2 separate regions of the Sus scrofa genome follow, and region 1 is linked to region 2. A link is a contact called in public Hi-C data. All regions are on one chromosome and are shown on one strand. Each heading gives the region's core, a stretch centred on a gene start, on an enhancer-like site or on the middle of the called end of the contact. The rest is flanking DNA. Distances are from core to core; before and after follow the strand shown. Region 1 holds the start of LOC102162486 (putative RNA-binding protein Luc7-like 2). Region 2 holds the start of HIPK2 (homeodomain-interacting protein kinase 2).

Region 1 (4,882 bases), core at 109-2,608, 390 kb after region 2:
TTATCTTTTTATTTAGACATTCTCTATGACAAAAAGATATCCATCCAGCAATTAGTGGTTTTCTACACAAATTCTAACCTAAGCGCCTAAAAGGATCGTTGTTTCCCTCAATTCTACTTCACTGGGCACATTTTCAAAATGGTTCTACTTGGGCAACAAGCAAGATTTGTCAATATTTACTGAACAAAGCCTCTATTAAATTGTCTAACAAAATGGAGGTCTCCCGGAAAAAACAGGCCGTAACACTTTCTTTTTACAAAATGGGCCAAACACACCCACCTCAAGAAACCATGGTTTGGGTCAGATTTCCCCATAAGAACAGTTGTTTCTGTGGGGGTCGAGAGTGCATCTCTGGGACTGGATTCCTAGTGAAAAAGGTTTTTCCGGACCCAGATAAGAGGGGCGGGGGAGAGGGGGTGTCACTTCTCTCTGGATTCTCTGGAGGGCGGCGGCGAGGGATGATCCCAAAACTCTGGGTTCGGAAATTAGCTCAGGGGGACGGAGGCTTTAGCGGTCCAGGTACCCAATCAGCCACAAAACAGGCCGGCCGACTACCCAAGAGAGACGTGGGCTCTCCGGTCCCAGCCAAGTCAACACTGAACGCTTCAACTCTCCTTTCAGCCTCCAGGCCCCGCCTGACCCCATTGGCAGCAGTTCCCGCCAATCCGCTCGGTCACCGCCCCCCAAGCCCGCCTGCCCAGCCATGATTGGATGGGACAGGAGCTGGGACCTCGTGTTACCAATCTGGGAGCCCCTTACTCAGCCACACACGCAAGCCCAGGTGCACCCGCGGAACCCCTGCCCCTCGCTTTCCCGATCCCTTCCCCCACCCCCGGGGCAGTGGCAGAGACTTACCGTCCCGGGAGGTGCCCATCAACTGGTCCAGCATCGCGCGCATCTGGGCCTGCGCCGACATGGCGGCGGCGTAGCGGGCGGACGGGCCGGGGTGGGGCGCAGACCGGGCCCTCTCGGGCGGGGGGGAGGGGGCAGGGGGAAGGGGTTGGGGGAGGTGAGACGCTGTCTTGGTTGCCGCCGCTGCCTCAAGGCGTGCGGAAAAGGAGCCGGAGGGGCTGCAGGAGAGTCCGGGCTGCGTTCCTCAAGACGACGCGTACGTGGAAGGCAGCAGCCCCCCAAAGCGACCCTCGCTCCCTCACGCTCCGTCGGGTTCCTGGGAGAGAAGCGATACCGGCTAAGCAAGCTCTCGTCTCCAACACCGCCACCCGCCGGAAAACGTCAGCCCCCCCCTCCAAGCTCTGACGCCGCTCGCCGCCACCGTCGCCGCAACGTGAGCGCGCACGCTCCTCGCGCTTAGTCGTTTCCCGCGGGGGCTCCACCAACCGGCGTTCAACTGTATATACTCCGCCCGCCCCGCGTAGGAGGGGCTCCACCCTAACGGCTCTCGGGCGCGTGCACGCGGCCTTCTTCCGCTCCTGCCAACCCCCCCCCCTCGATCTCGCGAGACTCTGGTGCCTCAACGGCTCTGCGAGCCGGATCCGCCCGGGGCGCCAAAAGGTCTGTTAGGGCAGTGCCGCACGCCTTGCTGGCGAATCAGACCCAGGTTAGCCAGAGGGTTTGCCCCAGTCGAAAGTAAGTAGAGACCATGCCCGTCGTTTCGACTGAGGTTAGCAGTCTTATGGGCGTATTCCTGATGAGTACTCACAGGTTAACGTGTTTTCAGGGGCCGACCTGAAAATCGTGTAGACTCGACCTTTTTCTCCCTGCTCCCCGACCCCTTATGGAAGGAGCCCTGGAGATCTGACAGCTGGGTCATTTTCCTTAATGACTTTAACAAATGACCTTAATAGGAGTTCCCGTGGTGGCGCAGTGGCTAATGAATCTGACTGGGAACCATGAGGTTGCGGGTTCGATCCCTGCCCTTGCTCAGTGGGTTAACGATCCGGCGTTGCCGTGGGCTGTGGTGTAGATTGCAGGCGGGGCTCGGATCCCGCGTTGCTGTGGCTCTGGCGTAGGCGGGTGGCTACAGCTCCGATTCAACCCCTAGCCTGGGAACCTCCATATGCCGCAGGAGCAGCCCAAGAAATGGCAAAAATACAAAAAAAAAAAAAAAAAAAAAAATGACCTTAATAAAGCAGGGAGGCTTTAAGCCCCCAGAACTGGAGTAAGTCAAGTTCAGGAAATAATGCCCGAAATTAATACACTAGGAAATTGGCCATCTAACCTCCTTGGATTTTTCATCGTTAACGTATATAGCAGGAAGCTGTTACTCTAAATTAGAAACTATAAATATTAAGCAGTATTCTGAGAAAGGAAAGGAGGTAATCTTGTAGCCAATTTCTTTCCTGCCGAAGTTAAATATGTAGGGTAAGGCCTTTTCAGTATATCAGCAGCATTGACAACGAAAAAGAAAGCCTGTGGGTTTGCCATCACCCTGCATTCCAAAGGACGGATTACTAACTGGGACCTTCAGCAGTTTATTTCTTAATCTCACGTCTAATGGCGATAAACATACATACCTTAGCACTGTGGGGAGGCCTAAGTGAGCTAAAAGAAATGCCTAGCGTTCTCTTGGGGCACAGCGGATTAAGGATCCGGTCTTGTCACTGCCGCGGCTCGGTGGGGGTCGCTGCTCTGATGCGGGTTCCATCCCTGGTCTGGGAATCTCTACTTGTCTCTGGCGCAGCCAAAAAAGAAAGAAAGAAAGAAAGAAAATGCCCAGCCTGGAGCCCTGTCCTGATATTTAAACTTTTTTTTTTTTTTTTTTTTTTGTATAACAATTAACTCCTTAAAATGAGACAAGGGTATTTTGAAAGGATATAATGGTATTTTTATGATTGTTTCATCAAAATTTTAGCTACCATTGTCTTGGAACTTATAATTTACCAGCAAGATAAAAAAGGTTAACATGAAATAGTCATACTCCGAACGAAGATCCCTTTAAATGCATAGTGGGAGTTCCTCTTGTGGCTCAGCGGTAACTAACCAACTAGTAACCTTGAGAATGCGGGTTCCATACCTGGCCTTGCTCCGTGGGTTAGTTATTCTGCGTTGCCTTGAGCTATGGTGTAGGTCCCAGAGATCGCTGGGATCCTGCGTGGCTGTGGCGGTAGCCCCTCAGCTGCAGCTCCAATTCAACCCCTAGCCTGAGAGTTTCCACATGCTACAGGTGTGGCCATAAAAAGAAGAAAAAAAAAAAAAAAAAAAAAGCATAGTGGGCCAATAAATAGCTTAGCATCACTGTAGTGTTTAGTAACTGACAAAAGTTTCCCACCAATTATTCAGAGAACTGAAAACTCAAACTCCAAATATTTTGAATATTACGCTTTGAAAACTGCTTACAATAAAAGAAAAAAGTACAAAAACATGTCCTAGAGGAGTGCACTGTTATGTATACAATATCCTTGGAGGAAAACACACTAAAATGTTGAATAATTACGTGTTGGTGAAGAGATTTTCGTTCTCTCACTTTCTCTCTCTCACCTTTCTGGCTGCTTACATTTTAGACATATCTCCTATTTTTTTTAAATAGGTCCTTTTAAATAATCTGATACTCACTGTCTTTTAAGTGAAGCATTTAATCATATTAATTTCATGTATGCCTGGGTTTAAAGCGCTGGTTTTATTTGTTTCACCCGTTTTATGTTTAATTTTCTCTCCTTTCCCACCTACCTATTAATCGTTCCATTTTTTTCCCCTTCTAGTAGTTTGGAAATTTTAGTCTGTTTTTATTCTTTTAGCAGTTACCCTAGAAGTTACAAGGGGCGTTTTTAACTGAATCAAAATCTAATCAATACCTTTATACTTACCGTAGGGAAATAATATAGAGAACCTAGAAAACTAACTCCATATAAGTTCTTCCCAAGTCATGGGCTCTTGTTAACGTGTGTTTTAGTTCCCTGTTTTTTAAAAACCAAGTTTCATATAATCAGAGTTTATTTACCACTTTCTTTGCACTTCTGGAATCTCTGCCTTCCCATCTGGGATCATTTCCCTTTTGTCTGATGTTTAAACTTTAGGACTGGAGTCAGCAATCTATAATCCACCTGTCAAAGCCATCCCATGCCTATTTTTGTGAATCGTTTCATTGGAATAGCGCCAGGTTTCTTCACTTGCTATTGGCTCTGGTTTCTTTTGCCCTCCAGCAGCAGAGTTGAGTGGTTGTTTGTGGCAGACACCACATCCCATGGCCTGCAAAGCTCAAATATTTACTATCTAGCTCTTTAGGGAAGTTTGCCTACTCTGCTTCAGGGTTTGCTTTGGTGTAAACCTGCTAATAAGGGAACACTTCCATTTTTGTTGGTCTGAGAAGACATTTATTTTGCCATTCTTAATTCTATATTTATATTCTAAGCTGGAAGTTGTTTTCTTTCGGCCCATAGATTATTCTATTGATCTGCTGCCTTTCACCTTGATTGCTCTGTCACTCCTTTGAAGATAGTAGTCAGCTGCTTCAGATTTTGTTCTATTTTGCCAGTGGTCATCTGCAGCTTATTATGGTGTACCTGGGTGTGGATTTATCTTTATTTATTCTGACATGGTTTATCAGTTCCAGGAAATTTTTAGCTATTCTCAATACAGTCTTTCATTCATCAACTTCTGGACCTTCAAATAAATGAATAAGACACTTCACATTTCCTCTCTCTTAACTTGCTTTACATTTTCCACCTTGTCTTGCCAAGCTACCTTCTTGACACTTTTTTTCTGATAAATTTTATAGTTCACCAATCTCCCTTCAGCTCTATCTAGTCTGCTGTTAAACCTATCCATTGAATGATTTATTTTTTCATTTTTTTCAGGTATTGGGTCATTTTTGAAAACTTAGTCGTTTTTGTTTTGTTTTGTTTTTGTCTTTTTGCTATTTCTTGGGCCACTCCCGCGGCATATGGAGGTTCCCAGGCTAGGGGTCAAATCGGAGCTGTAGCCA
Region 2 (5,292 bases), core at 1,671-4,170:
TGCCAAGCAAGATGGGTTCTGCCCCTGTTGAGCTTAGAGTTTAGAGATGCATTAGCCATGATGGTAGCTACTGGCCATATGTCGGTATTAAAATTAACTAAAATGAAAATTTCAGTTCCTCTGTCACACCAGCCACGTTTCATATGCTCTACAGCCACAAATGGTTACATTTCCATCACTGCAGAAAGTGCCACTAGTTATGACTGCAAAGGGGAAGAGAGATAATACCTGTATGGTGAAGGTCACGACAGGGACATATAGGTACAGGGGAAGAACGTCGTTATTATTACTATTCTCATTGTATATTTTTTTTCTTTTCGTTCTTTTAGGGCCGCACCCATGGCATATGGAGGTTCCCAGGCTAGGGGTCTAATCGGAGCTGTAGCTGCTGGCCTACACCACAGCCACAGCAACATGGGATCCAAGCTGTGTCTGTGACCCACACCACAGCTCATGGCAACGCCAGATCCTCAACCCACTAAGCAAGGCCGGGGATCGAACCCACAACCTCATGGTTCCTAGTCGGATTCTTTAACCACTGAACCTCGACAGGAACTCCTACTATTCTCATTATAATCAAGATGCAGAAACTGAAGTTCAGAGAGGTTAGATAATATGACCAAGTTCACATAGCTACTGAGTGAAACAGCAGAGAGCTGAACTGAGGTCTCTTTTTATCTGGTGGGACCTCAGGCTGTTTTGTGGAGGAAATGAGTCAGACCAGACACAGGTGGAATCTGGTTAAGGAGAGAAGATGGAGAAGGCTTCCTTGGTGGGAGAGTGGCAGCTTGGGCAAAGGCACAAAGGCACAGCTGGCCAAGGCTGGCAGAGGACCACGAGTAAACCAGTTTGGCTGGAGAGGCAGTGACTTGCTGAACTCATGTGCTTGGAAAGTCAGAACCTGACTTTCTTGAATAAGAGCCAAGGAGCTGGGCAACTCGGTCCTATAGCCAGAGGTTGACTCTTTCAAGGGTATTAGCAGGAGTGTGGCATGGTCAGAACTGTGTGAACCCCCCCCCCCCCCGCCGCCGTGGACTATAGCATAACTACATGGTGTTATCTCTGTAAGGGCTCAGGATCTGGCCCTGGAACCGCCACACGGCATGGATGTAGCCAAACACTTAAAAAACAAAAGCAAAAACAAAACCGTGTGTTATGGTAAACTGGGCTAAGACCTGATGAAGGTGGCAGGTGGATAGACGGAAGGGATGAATGAATGGTATGAAGCAAAGAACACCAGAGTGGGAGTTGAGAGCTTAACCCTAAGACTTAATACCATTGGGCAATATACTTCACTTCCCTGGGCCTCATCTTTTCTATTTTAAAAGGGTTGGGTGGGGGGACAGACTATCTCTGAGGCCCCTGTTAGCCATGGTAGTCTAGGATTCCGCACATGTGAGTGACATTAGGCTAAGCGCAGTGGTGGAAGCTGTAGCACAGAAGACAGAGGCAAGGAGGATAGATGGGAAAGTCCAAGGTCATCCTGAGCAAAGGCTGGTGGGGGTGGGCGGGTGGGGGTGGAAATGATGTGCAACTAACAAAACTAGGTAAGTGTGTGAACAGGCTTCGGGGATTTTGGGGGGAGAAGGTTGTCACAGGGTATGGAGGTTGGGAAGGATAAGAGGTAGTGGGAAGACAATGGGTTCCTTCATTATTGTAACCCCCGACATACAGATTTTAAACTTTTTTGAGTCCTCTGACGCGGAGAGGGAAATACAACTTACATCGTTGTCCAGTATGGATAACTGAAAACAGAAGGTTTATGAAACAAATAGTTACTCTTACTACGGGCAGTGGGGTCTAATATTTTCTATTCTAGTGCGTTTGATTATTTTAAATAGCTGATTGCCATCCATTGAATGTCTTTCTTGATCAGTTAATGCGTCACGACCCACAGTTTTTAAAACACTGGCTAAGAGGAGACTCAGGTCTTAGGTGGGGGGCGATGGCAGGGCATCTACCAAAGAATCCAAGACGAAGCCGCAGGAGTGCACTGGCGAGGCTCCGGGCTGCGGAGAGTCTGGAGAGTGTAGAGTTGAAGGGAGAGAGTGTTGAGGAAGGCAGGGGCCTGGGAGGAAGTCGGTGGAACACCCGCCCAGGTGATAGGCGCGGGGAGGAGTGCCCTCCGGACCCCGTGGCCGAGGGGACAGGGCGGAAGCAGATTCCCGCAGGAATCCAGCGACCACCCTGCGTTCCCTAAGCGAGCGCGGCATGGCTTCTGCATCTCCGACCTCGTCGGGATTTGAAAAGCTCCTCCACTCTCGCATTCCCGCCCCCCCGGGGGAGGGCGGGCGCCCCCTGCTCCATTCATCCCTCCCCCCGCCCCCGCGCCCCGACCCCGGGCAGCGCCTGCCAGGTGCGCGACGGCTAGACGCCGCCGGCCGGGGCTCCCTTTCCAGGGCAGCCCCTCCCGCCCAGCCGGCGCGCACACGCAAAGTTCGGCGGCGGCCGCCCCTGCGGGCCCGCTCTCCTTTGCCAATCAGAATCCAAGGGTGCGCACCGCCGCCCTCCCTCGCCGGCCCGGCTTCCTTTAATCCGCGCCCCCACCCCACCCCCCGGCCGGCTCCTGCCCTCCGCTCGGCCTTCCCCGCCTCGCATCCGTGCCATCGGCGCTCGATTGCGCGCGGACTCCGCTCCCCGGCTCGCTCGCTGGCGCGCGCTCGGCCGCCGCTCCCGCCCCCGCCCCCGCCCCTCCCCCGGCTCCTCCCGCCCCTCCTCCGCCTCCCGTGCAACTTTTGCCGAAGCCCCCACACACAGCCATGCTGAGCTGAGCCCCGGCCGGGGACTGGCCGCGCGCTGCCCGCCCCGGCTCCCGCCCCACCGCGGACCCGCTCGGGGGCCGCGGCCGCTCGGCCCTCGGCCTCGGCCGCTGCGCCCGCCCGGCCGCCCCGGAGCCCCGCGCAGGGCCCGGGCCGCGGCGGCGGCGGCGGCGGCGGCGCCCGGCCCCCTCCCCCGGCGCCGGCCAAGTGAGGCGGTGATGCGGGCGCTGGCGGCCCCGGCTGCGCCGAGAGCGGAGACACAGGCTCAAGATGGCAGATTCCGACTGAGGCTGGGGGGGCCGAGCTCGCGCGCCGCGTTCCCTTCTCCGTTGCCATGAATCGCGGACACCCCGGCCCCGATGGCCCCCGTGTACGAAGGTAAGGGGCGCCGGCCCGCCGGCCCCGTTCGCCCCGCGCCGCCCGGCCGCCGCGGCCCCCGCAGCTTTGTTCTGCCCGCGGCCCCCTCGCCAGGCAGCCCCCGGCCCGCAGCCCCCGGGCGCCCGGCCTCCGCGCCCCACCCCCGGGGCTCGAACCGGCTGCCCGCCCCCTCCCCGCCGCCCCCTCCGTTGCCCGGCGAACGACCGGGCTCCGGAATCGAACAGATCTAATTTCCAGGGTGGAGAAAGAGGCGGGGGGGTGGGGTGCGAGGGTGGGCTAGTGCCCGAAGAAAAGATATTGGGAGGGGGCGCCGGGGCAAAGACCGATCCATGACGGTGCTTTTTATTTATTTGTAATAAATAAAGGTGATGCGCTGTAGCTTTCCTCCCCACCCCCCCGCGAGAAAATTACCTTTCGGATGATCTGCTTTCCACTCTGTCCTCACAGCTCCCTTCCATTTCCCTCCATTCCCACCCCACGCTCCTTTATTCTTCGCCAGCCTCTGGTTTTGGGGGGGCTGTCGGATCGGAATGTACCGGGTTAGGTGATGAGAGGGGGAGAGAGAGGGAAAAAGTCCATTTCAGACCCAGGCAGAACAATGAAATTGGCTAAAATCTGCCCGCAGCAGCGTGTGTAAGGGAGAATGTAGTTTAGGTTTTCAGGTCGGGGAGGCAGCCAGGAGGTTTGTCTCGCTGGATCTGGGTAAACCTGCGCCGTGCACCTTCACCTGGCGTTGGGTGCTTTTTCTGATCTGATCTGTCTTTAGGAAGAAAGAAAAGAACGGAAGGCAGAAGCACCGCGTTTCCCCTGCACTCTTTCGTTTCTCTTCAGTCAGTTCTGTCAGCTTCCACCCCGAAATCAAACCGGAATCAACTAAGTTTTTACACTTCGGTGTGTTTTTTGTATGTGTGTGCTTGTAGTACGAGGAATTTTGAACCAAAGGGTGCCTGATTTTTTTTTTTTCCAGTCCTTTTCATCGTGAAAATGTTTTTCTCATGAAATCATGGAAATAGCAGCCTTTACATACTTTTAGCGTCAGTCCATCTGGCTTTCTTTCGGTTTTGTTCAGATATTCTGTGGATGAAATAGCAAATGAGAAGGGCAAGGGTTTGTGGGGAACAGAGGAGGGGCAAGGAGAGGGGCTTTTAATTCTTTTATAAACCCAGAGAACATTCGTGGCCAGTGAGACAGGGAGCACATTAATAGTTTTCTCGCTGTTATAAAGGGAGATTAAAAAAAAAAAACTTATCTGAAAAGAAAATCCGTTATTAGTTCCAGGGCTCCAGATGAATTAGGGTTCTGGATGGAATAAAGTTACCAGTCAGGCCCTGGATAACAAGGCTGTAAATAACCTATGGACTGTAAATATTTTTTTTCAGACTCTCCTAGAAACAAAGGGGCCTGTTTAGAAGGCAACAGAGAGATGTTATTCCAGGGGCTTTCCTCTCTGATTCTGAAGAACACAAGGTCCATTTAACCATTCGACAAAACAAAACGAAATTTCTGATCACTCCACCACACAGGATGGAGCATGCCGGTGGCTCTATGAACATGCTAGGAGGACCCGGTCGGCGTTCATTGTTCGCCTGTGTCTCTGGGAGGGGGCTACAGTCAATGCTCCCACTGTCTATGGAGTGTTAAAATGAAACAATTTTCTCTTTATTAAGTACCTCTTTGAGACTCCCTCTGCTGGACACTCTGGGTGAGCATTGGAGAAGGAACTTGGCATTGAATTTGTAACTAGAGTAGACGGCTGCTTTCCTTTTCACAGGGGGGCCGGGGATGCCGGTTGGGTTGTATTTTGTCAACTTTGTCGAAAGCCGTCTTGGGAACCGTGCGGTTCCCTTCGTGTTCCTTTCATTCTAAATACCTCGGAGGCCAACACTTGGCACTCCTGTCCTTCCTACAGTGTTCTTTTAGCGCAGGACTCCGGATCAAGACCTGTGGGTGAGTAAGGTGTTGTGGCTTAAGAATCAGCACCGATCTCAAAGGTCTCGGGAGCTCCCTGTTGTTATTTGCAAACCTGCCTTCTGTGTCCCGGGTGACCTCCGTGGTCACCTCCGTCAACCCCAGGTCCCCCTTGGTCTTCTCTGTGTGCTGTCTTCATTAATCCTGTGCTTTGTGCCCTTCGATTCTGCGAGAGTTTCTGCACAGC

What was found. Hi-C and Micro-C count contacts between places; a contact is called where the count stands out from the background.
Region 1: a contact with region 2 is called in a Hi-C map of liver, with 4 times the contacts expected there. The contact joins the promoter of LOC102162486 here to the promoter of HIPK2 in region 2. A contact is called at or near these places in 2 of 47 Hi-C or Micro-C datasets (fetal skeletal muscle and liver) and 2 of 2 datasets of contacts at active chromatin or transcription factors (alveolar macrophages and skeletal muscle).

Annotation. Positions count from the first base shown.
Region 1 is chr18:10,331,869-10,336,750 of Sscrofa11.1, forward strand. LOC102162486 (putative RNA-binding protein Luc7-like 2) reads right to left here and starts at 1,359. Exons shown (of 11, transcript XM_013990780.2): 1 at 856-1,359.
Region 2 is chr18:9,937,615-9,942,906 of Sscrofa11.1, forward strand. HIPK2 (homeodomain-interacting protein kinase 2) reads left to right here and starts at 2,921. Exons shown (of 15, transcript XM_021078554.1): 1 at 2,921-3,137. The coding sequence starts at 3,119.